Regions from separate parts of the Mus musculus genome. Here regions 1, 2 and 3 are each linked to region 4. Evidence: chromatin contacts called from public Hi-C, Micro-C and promoter capture Hi-C data. All regions are on one chromosome and are shown on one strand. The core of a region is the stretch at or near the end of the contact, and the rest is flanking DNA. Distances in the headings are between cores, read along the strand shown.

Evidence for each region. Hi-C and Micro-C count contacts between places; a contact is called where the count stands out from the background. Capture Hi-C pulls out chosen DNA fragments and counts their contacts.
Region 1: a Micro-C map of embryonic stem cells shows a contact between it and region 4, with 6 times the contacts expected there. The contact joins the promoter of Lrrc4 here to the promoter of Zfp800 in region 4. A contact is called at or near these places in 3 of 39 promoter capture datasets (hippocampal neurons, neutrophils and stem cell-derived epiblast-like cells), 4 of 484 Hi-C or Micro-C datasets (all in embryonic stem cells) and 4 of 115 datasets of contacts at active chromatin or transcription factors (VIP interneurons, astrocytes, embryonic stem cells and 1 more).
Region 2: a contact with region 4 is called in a Hi-C map of the N1E-115 cell line, with 3 times the contacts expected there. The contact joins the enhancer-like site here to the promoter of Zfp800 in region 4. A contact is called at or near these places in 1 of 484 Hi-C or Micro-C datasets (the N1E-115 cell line) and 2 of 115 datasets of contacts at active chromatin or transcription factors (astrocytes and large pre-B cells).
Region 3: a promoter capture Hi-C map of adipose tissue shows a contact between it and region 4, with 3 times the contacts expected there. The contact joins the promoter of Rbm28 here to the promoter of Zfp800 in region 4. A contact is called at or near these places in 2 of 39 promoter capture datasets (cranial neural crest and pre-B cells), 4 of 484 Hi-C or Micro-C datasets (CD8 T cells, cardiomyocytes and embryonic stem cells), 1 of 115 datasets of contacts at active chromatin or transcription factors (microglia) and 1 of 9 other capture datasets (adipose tissue).

Annotation. Positions count from the first base shown.
Region 1 is chr6:28,830,472-28,833,171 of GRCm38.p6, reverse strand. It overlaps Lrrc4 (leucine rich repeat containing 4), which reads left to right and starts at 1,425. Exons shown (of 1, transcript NM_138682.2): 1 at 1,425-2,700. The coding sequence starts at 1,558. The region is part of intron 16 of Snd1 (staphylococcal nuclease and tudor domain containing 1); the gene reads right to left.
Region 2 is chr6:28,931,164-28,933,863 of GRCm38.p6, reverse strand. It overlaps a transcript of Snd1 not described here. Among named protein-coding and RNA genes, the nearest start is that of Gm40357, 32 kb to the left of the region's middle. Within about 2 kb of position 1,258, at least 73 of the 459 cell types and tissues checked have an H3K27ac peak or open chromatin away from gene starts, as enhancers often do. A contact at or near this core is called in the N1E-115 cell line and astrocytes, where this site is marked.
Region 3 is chr6:29,163,375-29,166,280 of GRCm38.p6, reverse strand. It overlaps Rbm28 (RNA binding motif protein 28), which reads left to right and starts at 1,557. Exons shown (of 19, transcript NM_133925.2): 1 at 1,557-1,790. The coding sequence starts at 1,673.
Region 4 is chr6:28,260,573-28,263,409 of GRCm38.p6, reverse strand. It overlaps Zfp800 (zinc finger protein 800), which reads left to right and starts at 1,486. Exons shown (of 6, transcript NM_001081678.2): 1 at 1,486-1,930; 2 at 2,574-2,692. The coding sequence starts at 2,632.

The DNA of each region.
Region 1 (2,700 bases), core at 176-2,675, 570 kb before region 4:
AGAGGGAGAGCGGTGTTAATACATAAGAGCACTGCATCACGCTAATCTTCTCCCTAGAACAGTATGCGTCAGCAGTACATTCACGTTCTGACTGAAGGACAAAAGGATGAGAGAGCAGTCTGCGTGGCTGCCACCTGCAACACCGCGAGCCCGGCGCGAGGAGGAGACGGTGGGCGCCGAGCGCAGGGGCCCCGCTGCTGCCACCGCCGCCGCTAGCCAGCGGGGACCATGTTCACCGGCTTCGGAGCGTTTCCCGCAGCCGCTACCCCCACTGCTCACGCTGCCGTCGCCAGCGCTCTGGCCGCTGCAGCAGCCCGCTGGCAGCTCCGTTGCTGAAGGCTCCGGGAGCCCAGCGGCGAACTCGCACTCTCCGCACAAAGCCGGGGCCGGCGGCGCGCCGGGAGCCCAGCAGTGGCGGGCGGCGGCGGGCGCTTGCGCGCTGCCGGGGGCTGCGGCCGCCGCCGCTGCCGGACCCGCGCCCGCCCCCGGACTCCCTGAAGGGGCCTGCGGTGCGGGCGCGACCGCGGGCGCTGCGCGCTCCTCCGTTCGCGGACTGGGTCCCAGCACCACGTCCACGCCGCTGCCCCTCTGGGGCTGGACGGATTACCGCTCCCCGCACCAGCAGACGGCGGGACTGGAGAACTGAGCCCAGTTTTTGTCTTTTTAACCCTTCCGAGAAGAGGCGAAGAGAAAAGGGGGTGTGTGCCTAGGGAGGGCGAAGGCGCAGCGAACACCTCTTAACTCTCGCAGCCCCGCGAGCTCACGACTGCAATCAGCTGCCGCCAGCTCTGGGCGGCCGACGCTGGGAAAGCAGAGTGGAGAGCAGCGCAGCAACCAGCGAGCGCGGCCTGGGCGGCTTCGGGAGCGCCCCCGCACCCCCATCCCCCGCGGCGGCCCAGGGAGAGGGCTGGGGGCTGGAGACACACTTTGGCGATGAAGCGCCTTCTCCCGCGACTGGAACAAGCTGGTGCCAGGGTCCAAGGACAAAGCAGGGAAGCGCTGGTGGCGCCGCTCCTCGGGCTCTCGGGGGGGCATGCACCTGCATAGCCCGCCGGGCCTTGGCTCTCCCTGGCGCGCCTCAACTCCGCGGCTTCGCCGGCTCCGGATTTACTAGAAGCCATTTTGTCTCCCCTACCCCTCCCCTCCCCTCCCCTCTGCCCTCCCTGCCCCCACTACTTCCCCCTTTGTTAATTAAAACTAAAGTCAGAATGGGAACGATGAGCCCAGCTCTCGTGGAGAAAGCTTAAGGACACAGCGCTAATTCTTTCCTGCTTTCCTTCCGAGGTAGGTGACAGGGAATTGGGTGGGGATGGTCGCAACGTGGGAGAGAGTCTTAGCTTTCTATGGGTTGGCCTTGAGGGTGGGCTGGTAGATGAGGGGCCGCTCAGTAGTTTCGCAGGGTTTTTCTAGGCCGATCTGCTTGTCTCTAATCGCCCCCTCCCCACCTCCTTCTCCAGATGGAAAGAGGAGCTCCTAGCTCACTTAAGCCGGGGTAAGGCTGGTTCTCTTTTCCAAGCCAAAATCCCAGGCGATGGTGAATTATGAACGTGCCACACCATGAAGCTCTTGTGGCAGGTAACTGTGCACCACACCTGGAATGCCGTCCTGCTTCCCGTCGTCTACCTCACGGCGCAAGTGTGGATTCTGTGTGCAGCCATCGCTGCTGCCGCTTCAGCCGGGCCCCAAAACTGCCCCTCCGTCTGTTCCTGCAGTAACCAGTTCAGCAAGGTGGTGTGCACCCGCCGGGGACTCTCTGAGGTCCCACAGGGTATTCCTTCCAACACCCGGTATCTCAACCTCATGGAAAACAACATCCAGATGATTCAGGCCGACACCTTCAGGCACCTCCATCACCTGGAGGTCCTGCAGCTGGGCAGGAACTCCATCAGGCAGATAGAGGTGGGGGCCTTCAATGGCCTCGCCAGTCTCAACACTCTGGAACTGTTCGACAACTGGCTGACAGTCATCCCCAGTGGGGCCTTTGAGTACCTGTCCAAACTGCGGGAGCTCTGGCTGCGAAACAATCCCATTGAGAGCATCCCTTCTTATGCCTTCAACCGGGTGCCCTCCCTCATGCGTCTGGACTTGGGGGAACTCAAGAAGCTGGAGTATATCTCTGAGGGGGCTTTTGAGGGGCTGTTCAACCTCAAGTACCTGAACTTGGGCATGTGCAACATTAAGGATATGCCCAATCTTACACCCCTGGTGGGGCTCGAGGAGCTTGAGATGTCAGGGAACCACTTTCCTGAGATCAGGCCTGGGTCCTTCCATGGCCTAAGCTCCCTCAAAAAACTGTGGGTGATGAACTCACAGGTCAGCCTGATTGAGCGGAATGCTTTTGACGGACTGGCTTCCCTCGTGGAACTCAACTTAGCCCACAATAACCTCTCATCTTTGCCCCATGACCTCTTCACACCCCTGAGATACCTGGTGGAGTTGCACCTACACCACAATCCTTGGAACTGTGATTGTGATATTCTGTGGCTGGCTTGGTGGCTTCGGGAGTATATCCCAACCAATTCCACCTGCTGTGGCCGCTGTCATGCTCCCATGCACATGCGAGGCCGCTACCTGGTAGAGGTGGACCAGGCTGCCTTTCAGTGCTCTGCCCCTTTCATCATGGATGCACCCCGGGACCTCAATATCTCTGAGGATCGGATGGCAGAACTGAAGTGTCGGACTCCCCCTATGTCCTCTGTG
Region 2 (2,700 bases), core at 9-2,508, 670 kb before region 4:
TTCTGCTTCTCAGTATCTTCTTACACCTGCAGCTTCCCTATGGAACACATGTCTCAGTCCTATTATCACTCCTGGGCCATTGTTACGTTAGCACTGAGCACCAGGCCCTTCATTCAGTCTCAAGACAAGAGCTGAGTGATAGTCCTACCATAGTATGTAAGGGGTGGGCACACCGAACAGAAAGTGGGGTTTCTATCACAGACAACATACAGCAGGCGTCTTGAAATTTGATCATACCGTTGCTCAAGATGATACAGAATTTAAATCATGTAAATTATTTTTAGTGTACAGTCTGTTTGTTTCCTATGGTGTGGCATAGGCATGCCACATAGAGCAAGCATAGAGAGGTCACAGGAATGTTGCTTCTCTTCATCCCTCGTGCTCAGTCTTGGGCATTGAATGGACTTGCCACTCACTGGGTTATCTCGACAGCTCTAACTTGTTCATTTCTAGAATTTTCCATTTGATATTTTCGGACCATGATTAATTTCAAGTAACTGAAAGAAAACACAAGAGTACTGCTGAGCGTTTGGTAATTAAAAGGAACTCAAACATCGGATAATAAAATTATTAGATATTTATATTGGTGTGGTCTACATATTGCTCACAGTTTAGCGTGCCTAACCCGATGTCTAATAATAAACCACACACAGTCCTCACCTGCTCCAGTTTTCAGCAAATCTCTTTATGTGTATATGCGTTCTGTGTAATGTATATATTTATTGTGTGTACATGTTTGTGTATGTGCGCGTGCTTGTGCGCACACATGTGTGCTCATCAAAGATCTCTTCCTCGGCTGCTCTCCACTTTATTTTTTGAGCTGGGCCAGGGCAGGACAAGCACTTTACGGATGAATCCATTTCTCCAGGCTGCTTCTTGGGTTCCCTTACTGGAGAGGCAGGGATTTGAAGAAGGGTGCACAGAGACCTTGCCTGGGAGAACACACGCTCCAAGGCTCACATACAGCTGCTGGGGAACGCTGTGGGAGCCGGCTTCTCTACGCTCTAGTGATTTCCACAGTGCGTCCTTTGCCTTCTGTCTGCCAAAATTCTACAGCAGTCACCAGGGTGTCTGGCAGCAGAAACTCCCAAGCCCTCCATTAACATGATCACTGCGGGGCCTCACATTAGTGCCCTGAGTTCTGTGAATAGCCAGTTCCCAATTATCTGCCGCTTTCCAAACACCCCAAGTCAGTGACAGCGTTTCCCTGCCACTGCCTCCACAGAAACGCATCTGGGATGCAGCCCGCGTGGGTCATGCCATCTCTGCCTCCGGTTTCTGGGAATGATCTGGTGCCAACTTGAAGGCTTCATTCCGAAGACTGCAGGGCTTGGAGGTCAGGGGCAGGCGGAGGATCTGGAGTCCTCCCTGTGTAAGGGTTGTGCGGCCTGAACAGGAACGCCCCTCCCCGCAACCTAGCGCTCCAGAACCCCTGCAGTTCATCCTGGCCAGAAGCCAGAACAAGCTAGTTCCTGTCTTGCCTCAGGACCTCAGGAGATCCTACCCAGAATTCCCGGATCCCAAGCCTAGTGCCTTGGGGGGGGGGGGGGGGGCGGGGGGCGGGATGGGGCAGGGGTTGGGTAAAGGAAAAGGATAAGGAAGAAAGAATGCAAGCAGAAGGCAGAACTGGGAGTGCTGAGAGCTCAGGAGAGGAAGGAGACGTAAGGGTCTCAGTGCCAGGCAACTTGTGCTAAGCCCATATACCGCATCAATCCTCAGTTTGGGTTTCAGGCTTGTCACACACAGGATGCTCCAGAAAGTATTTCCTGTTTGATACTATACAGGGGGGGGGGGGGAGTGGGGAGGGGGCAGGCATGAAGGGAAAGGACGCCTCAGCGGAGGGAGGTTAGGTGTGTGTGTGTGTGTTGGGGGGTGGTGACAGGTCTTTCTAACCACTAGCTCTCCTCCCTACTCAGCAGGAAGCCTGCCCCTGATGAGAGGCAGAACCTGCAGTGCGAGCCCCATAGCCTTCCCTTCCTGTCCACTCCCGGCCCTCTTGGGGGCCCACTCGGATGATGCCAGAGCTTAGCGGTAGCTGTCCTGTCCTGCTACTCATCTCTCCTCTCCCTCTAAAGTGTGTGTGTGTGTGGGGGGGGGGGGGGGGTTTGAGACGAATCAGGACTTCTGGGCTCTCCTACAGCTCAGCCTGAATCCCCTACCCCCACCCCAGCCCCCCTTTGGAGCCCATCCCTCGCAGGCTTAATTAACTCCACAAAACACTCGATAGCCCTTGGTGATGGGAGCTATAAAATTGCAAAGTCTGATTAAAAATAATAATGAGAATGCCTGGCGCCCATTAGCCTGTTCCTGAGCCCTTAACAAGGATTAATTAATTAACCAGCTCCTTCGCAGAGTGGGGAGCAGGCAGGGTGATGAGCACCCCTTTAGAAGAGGGGTGCCTTAGGTAAGAAAAAACGGTGCTCTGCCGAAGGCTTTGCCTGGCCCACTCTGGACCTTAATAGGGGCCAGGCCATCCAAACAGAGCTCCGGGCCCAGCCTTTAGAAGCATCCGTTTGTGCCAGCCCCTGGCTATGCAGCTTGGAAGGCTGGCTTCCTTGTGTGCGCGTTTCCTACTCTGAAATACTCAGGTGGGGTGGTTGTTTTCCAGGATGCCTCTCAGCTTCGATGTTGGTTGTGACCCCAGCGGCCAGAGGGCCATATGTGCCTGCTCTCTGGGAAGAGGGGGCAGAGTTTTCTAGG
Region 3 (2,906 bases), core at 308-2,807, 900 kb before region 4:
TTTGTTTGTTTGTTTGTTTGTTGAGGGGAGAGGAGGATTACAAATGGATATTAAATTCTTCCCCCTTTATCTACCACAGCTATGACTAGGTCCCCCAATACAAGTTTGTATTTGAGGATAGAATTTGATTCTTGGTTGTTGTTGTTTTCCGAAACAGGGTCTCTCTGTGTAGCCCTGGCTGTCCTGGAACTTGCTTTGTAGACCAGGTTGGCCTCGAACTCAGAGATCCGCCTGCCTCTGCCTCCCGAGTGCCGGGATTAAAGGCGTGCGCCACCACTGCCCCACTTAGAATTTGATTCTTGAGGAGGATGTGGAATTCCAAACCAATTTTGTTTAAAAGATTCTACTTCTTTTGCCCACTTTACTTTTTATGTAAGATAGGATCGACTTTATGGTAGCCTTGACAATCTGTTTTGTATTTCAGTGCCTTTTCTTCTGATTTATCTATTTAAAATATAACTGTGGTGGGGGTTCTTTTTCTAAAAGCACATATTAATTATTTGAAGCCTACTAGGACTTCATAAATTTCATGCTTAGCACATTCCTCCCACCACTACTACCTACACGTCATCCATCCATCCATCCATCCATCCATCCGTCCATCCATTATATTGAATGTGGATAACTCTTGGGGATTTTCACTGTGCCTTTCATCTTTTGTGGTGTTTTCTACCTACTGAGCTGTTGTAACTTAAAAGTAAAGACTTTAAAAGTGCCTAGGGTACTTTTTGCAGCTAGGCATTCTGCAAGCACAGCATTTTTCCATGTAAGACAGACAGTGAAGCCCACTGAGTGTTAAACACTGTGGGTAGCCTCCAGTCTGTCTGATAAACAGACATAAATGAAGATCTTCTGTCTCTGGGCAGCAGTGCATCCTAGGTCTGTGCATATAGCTGGGTGTTATGTTTGGCTTCCGTGTGCTCTGATGTGATCTTGCAGAGATTTTGTAAGATTTTAAAAATAAACGTCTGTCTCTCACTCTGGACTCTATTTTATATGACGGCAGGGACCATGTCTTTTTTTTTCGGCAATGAATTTTACTCCTAATATATAAGTAGGAGCTCAATCAGTAAGAATTGAAAATATGATTTCGTACGTAGTATTTGTTCTCTGGGGATTTTAGTAGATACAATTTGTCTCTGCGGCCAAGTGACAGTTTGTCTCATGTTTTCTGAGGACATGTGACTAGTTCAAATTATGTATGTTACATGCTTGTGTCTATGACGTTTTGCATATGTGTTTTTTTCCCCCCGCGTGATATGTGGCAACTCTTCAGAAAAAAACTTATTGAACACCCACTCTATGTCAGATGAGGGCAGGCTTAGGGGGAAAATGACTTCTGCCTGCTTTGGTGAATTTGGGGTCGAGTTCCTAAATGAAAGATTTTAAGAGAATTTTAAGCTGTTGATGTCAAGTTTCCCCCAGTGGCGGGGGCGGTGCTGGGACTGCACAGAGACCGTCGTTCAAGAAGCTCCGCCCCCAGGACGTCATTTTTCTTTTTCTTTCCGGAACTATTCCTTCCAGTCTGCGTTTCCTCCCGGACTCTTTTGAGCAAAGAGGACTTCCTGAATTTCCCGGCAACTCGGCACCGCCTTCCTGCCAGAGCTCATCCCAGCCCTCGCTCGCGCCGGCGTGAGGTGCTCGCAGCCTCACGCGCTTGTCTCTCGGTCTCATGGCCGGTCTGACTTTATTCGTGGGCCGTCTCCCGCCCTCGGCTCGCAGCGATCAGCTGGAAGAGCTGTTCAGTCAGGTGGGTCCGGTGAAGCAGTGCTTCGTGGTGACAGAGAAAGGTAAGGAGTGGGATGGTGCAGAGGGCATGTGCAAAGGTATGGGAACAACCCAATTTCAGGGAGCTCTATAGTTATGATCTGTTTGTTTTGAGACAGGGCTCTCACTCTTTAGCCCTAACTGGCCTCGGATTCGCTACCGGTAGCCCGTGTGCTTCTGCCTCCTGAATCCTCCGATTAATGACGTGAGCCATCCCAGCAAGTTCTTTGCTCTCTCCAGAAGTACGGGACCGGGAGCTAAGATTCTTTTCTAAACGGACTCAGCTGGAGATCGGCCAATAAGGTTGATTTATGAAAGGCAAAGCACTCACTTAACGTTTCCATTGCGTTTTCCCCTTTATTACGCGTGTTCAGGAGTTCAAACGCAGGCCCATTAGCTTGGAGTAATGGTAGTAATCCCAGCATCTGGGAAGGCTGTGGCAGGAGGATTGCTGGTAATTCGAGGACAGCCAGGTCTATATAATAGCGAGTTCAGGACAACTTGGATTACATAGCGAGACCCCGTCTTCAACAAACATCCCAAAGTAACGTTTAATAAAGCACCAGTGCGGCTTATTGAGATGGCTGCTAGGCCGGAAGAGTGCTTAGTTTGACATGGGTTAACTTACTTAATGTTCTCAACAATCTTATAGGACAAAGAGCCTTAACCCCATTTTTTTTAAATAAAGGAATATAATCTTTAAAGACATTAAATGGTCTGGAGTTGATCTGGCTAGTGAGAGGACTCAGTTTGATTAGCACGTTAGCACATCCTATGCATTCATCTGTTTATTTATTTATTACTTGTTGGATGCCAACTGTATTTTAGAACATTGCTGGCTGCCCTTAGGATACAACAGGTGTGTGACACTAAATCACTGACGCAGATTCTGTTCTCATACACTTATGGTTTGAAAGACAGCCAACAAATAGCCAAACTATATGTTGATAATGGTGATAAATTTATGCTAAGGAGAAAAGTCAAAAGAGGGAATGTGTGTGTGTAGATAGGGTGGCTAGGGAAGACCTGTTTGAGGAGAGTGAACTAAGAACTGGGGGGATAAAACAGTCTGAATTCAGGAAACAGCAACCTTGAGGATATTAAAGCAAGTATGTCCTTGTGTGAGAAGAGAGCTTGGT
Region 4 (2,837 bases), core at 237-2,736:
ATGTGTTCTGGGATCACACTCAGGTTTTCTTGACCAGACTTAACTGACAATGTCATCTTTCCAACCCCCAAATATGATTTCTATTGGCTGCATAATACCACCACATAGAAGTGGCCATTTATAGCATATTGACCTATAATCTGCATTTGCTTCATGTGGGTAGTGATTCTTGACAATGGAACAGAAAATGAGATCATAATATAATATCCTATGTAGCTGCAGAACATTTATTCTATTCTGCTCCAACCGTACAAGACGTATGCAAGTATTCCATTCAACAGTCCTATAGTAACAACTGCATTTGCTTACAAACTTCCTTTGGAATTTTGAAAATTGATTTTGGTGATTTTTCTCTTCACAAACACAGAGCCTAGTGTGGTGTCAGCCTGTAACCCCAGCTTTGAAAAAGAAAGTGCATAGTGGCAGGAGGAGAATCCTGATTTCAGGGTCATCCTGGGCTACTCAGCTAGTTCCAGGCAAGCCTGAGCTACACAGCAAGACCATCTCAAAACAACAAAAAACAAAAAACCCAAAATACAAACACATAGTGCCTTCCTTCCTAAACTTTTCTTTTTTCAGAAGCTCCAAAACTGGAACTTGAAAACTGGAAGTTAGTTAATTGTGGTTTTCATTCATCCTGAGAAGATAAAAAAGGTCAAATGGGAGCTCTCACAAAACCCTGACCAATAGCTGACACCTATTCGAGTGAAGTTAGCAAGGGCAAGAATTCCATCTCAGAGTTGGGAAGAAGGTGGCGGCAGCAGCTACTGGATATGAAAAGCAGCTCAAGGTTTGTAGATTTGACAGAAGATGGCCATCTTCGATCTGATCTTCGGGGATTTTCCAAGCAGGATGCTGGTGCCCAAGAGGGAAAGTGCGTGTTAGCCATGTGACCCAACTTCACTTCCAGGTTTGCACCCTCAGAACGTTGCCAATCGCGTTCTTTCCCAGAGCCCGACTTAGACTCTCCTGTCCCAAGTTCCAGGAGGTACACTTGGACAACAGCTGGCGAGCCAGCACCTGACAGCTCTCCCGATCCAGTCCACTTCGGGCTCCCAGTCCCTCCTTTTCTCCTCCGCTTCCCCAACTCTGCCTGGGTCGGATCCGCCGAAGCGCAGCAGCGCGAGCAACAGTTTGGTGCCCGAGCGAGCGGCGCGTGCCCGGGGAGGGGAAGACGCGCCCGCGGTTCTGGTTCTCACACCTCCGGGCGCACGCAGCCTCCGGCCGTCGCTCCGCAGCCGCCGGCGGGAGGACGCACGGGCGCGCGCCGGCGAGGCCCGCCAGCTACCCGGCCGCCCTCGGCGCCCGCCAACCCCGCAGTCTACCCTCCTCCGCCCGAGGCCGGCCCCGCGCGTCGCCTCCCCACCGGGGCTGCCCGCCCAGCGCATGCGCGCCGCGCTGCCGGGCGTGCCGGCCACACTCCCCCCACCCACTCCGTGAGCTTGTCACTTCCTGCCCTCGCCCCATCTCCGTCCGGGGTCAGTCAGTCGCTCCCTGTCGCAGCCGGAGACTTCTCTGCTTCCCCCTTCCTACCCTCTCTGCACGGCGGTCGCTCGGGCTGTCCGGGGAAGGGGCGGCCACGAGAGAACGGGACTGACTTCCATAAAGTTTCCCGAAGCATCTGCTACCCGCAAGGCCCCAGGTGGGGGACCCGCGCGGCTCCCCGCCCCTCTCCAAAGCCCGGGGGACCGTTGCAGGTGGAGCGGCGCGGCGCTGAGGGGAGCCGGGCTCGGCGCGGCCGTTGCCCTGGCGAGGGGCGCCTCAGTCCTGCCTGCTCCGGTTCCAGCTCCTTCGGCTGCTGCGCCCGGCGGTTCGTCCTGTCAACTGCCTGCGCCCGCGCGCCGCCAGCTCGCCGGCCCGGAGCGCGGAGGGCTGCCGTGAGCCGCCGCCACCGCCACAGCCGCCACCGCAGCCGCGGCCCGAGGACGTGGTGAGCTGTGGCGCTTCCGCGTCGGCGCCGCCGGGGACTCTTTGGGAGCGCGCCGGGGCCGAAGCCCGCTCGGCTTCACGCGCTGCGCCGGGGCTGCGCCAGGTGGGGCCCTCGGCCGCGTCGTGCGCCCGGCTGGTGCCGCGGCCCGCCCGCCCGCTGGCCGGCCGGCCGCTCCGGGAGTTGAGTAAGTTGGGCGCACTTGGCGGCGCGGACCGGACCCGACCTGCGCCGGGGAGACCCCCCGACGCACGTGCGTGGCCGGAGGGCGCGCGAGCCGCTCCTCAGCCGCGCAGGGGCCCCGTCGCGTCCCGCGTCCCGCGCCCGGCTCTCCGCGCGCCCGCCCGCTCGCTCGCTCGCTCGTCCGCCCAGCACGGCGAGGCCGCAGCCGCCTGCGCAGCCCGCCAGGCCTTCGCCGTGCGCTGCGCTGCCCTGCGCGCCGGACGCTGCGTTTCCGGGTAGGGCGGTGAACCTGTGCGGGGACGTGGGGCCGGAGGCCGGGCGAGCGGCGGTTTCTTTTCCGAGCGGAAGGTGCGGGCCCGGGGTGAGGGCAGAGAGCGCATGGTGGGATGGTCTGTGGAAATTGCAGCCACAGCCTCCATAGAAGTTCAGGGATAGTGATGGGTTTGTGCTTCTCTGTCCACAGCCAAGCCGCAATGAAGAGCTTCTCACAGTGAAAGGAAAATAGGTCGCACCCGTTAAAAATGCCTTTGAGGGACAAATACTGTCAAACGGACCACCATCATCACGGATGCTGCGAACCAGGTAAGTCCGTTTTTTTCTCCCCAGTGTCTTTGCTCTCCTTCACCAGAGCTACTCGGCTTTCTGCGTTGTCTCTAAGAAGTCTTTCCTAAGTAACTCGGTTTCTCCTGCGTAAAACTACTCGCGTAATGCCAAAAGCCTGTACAAA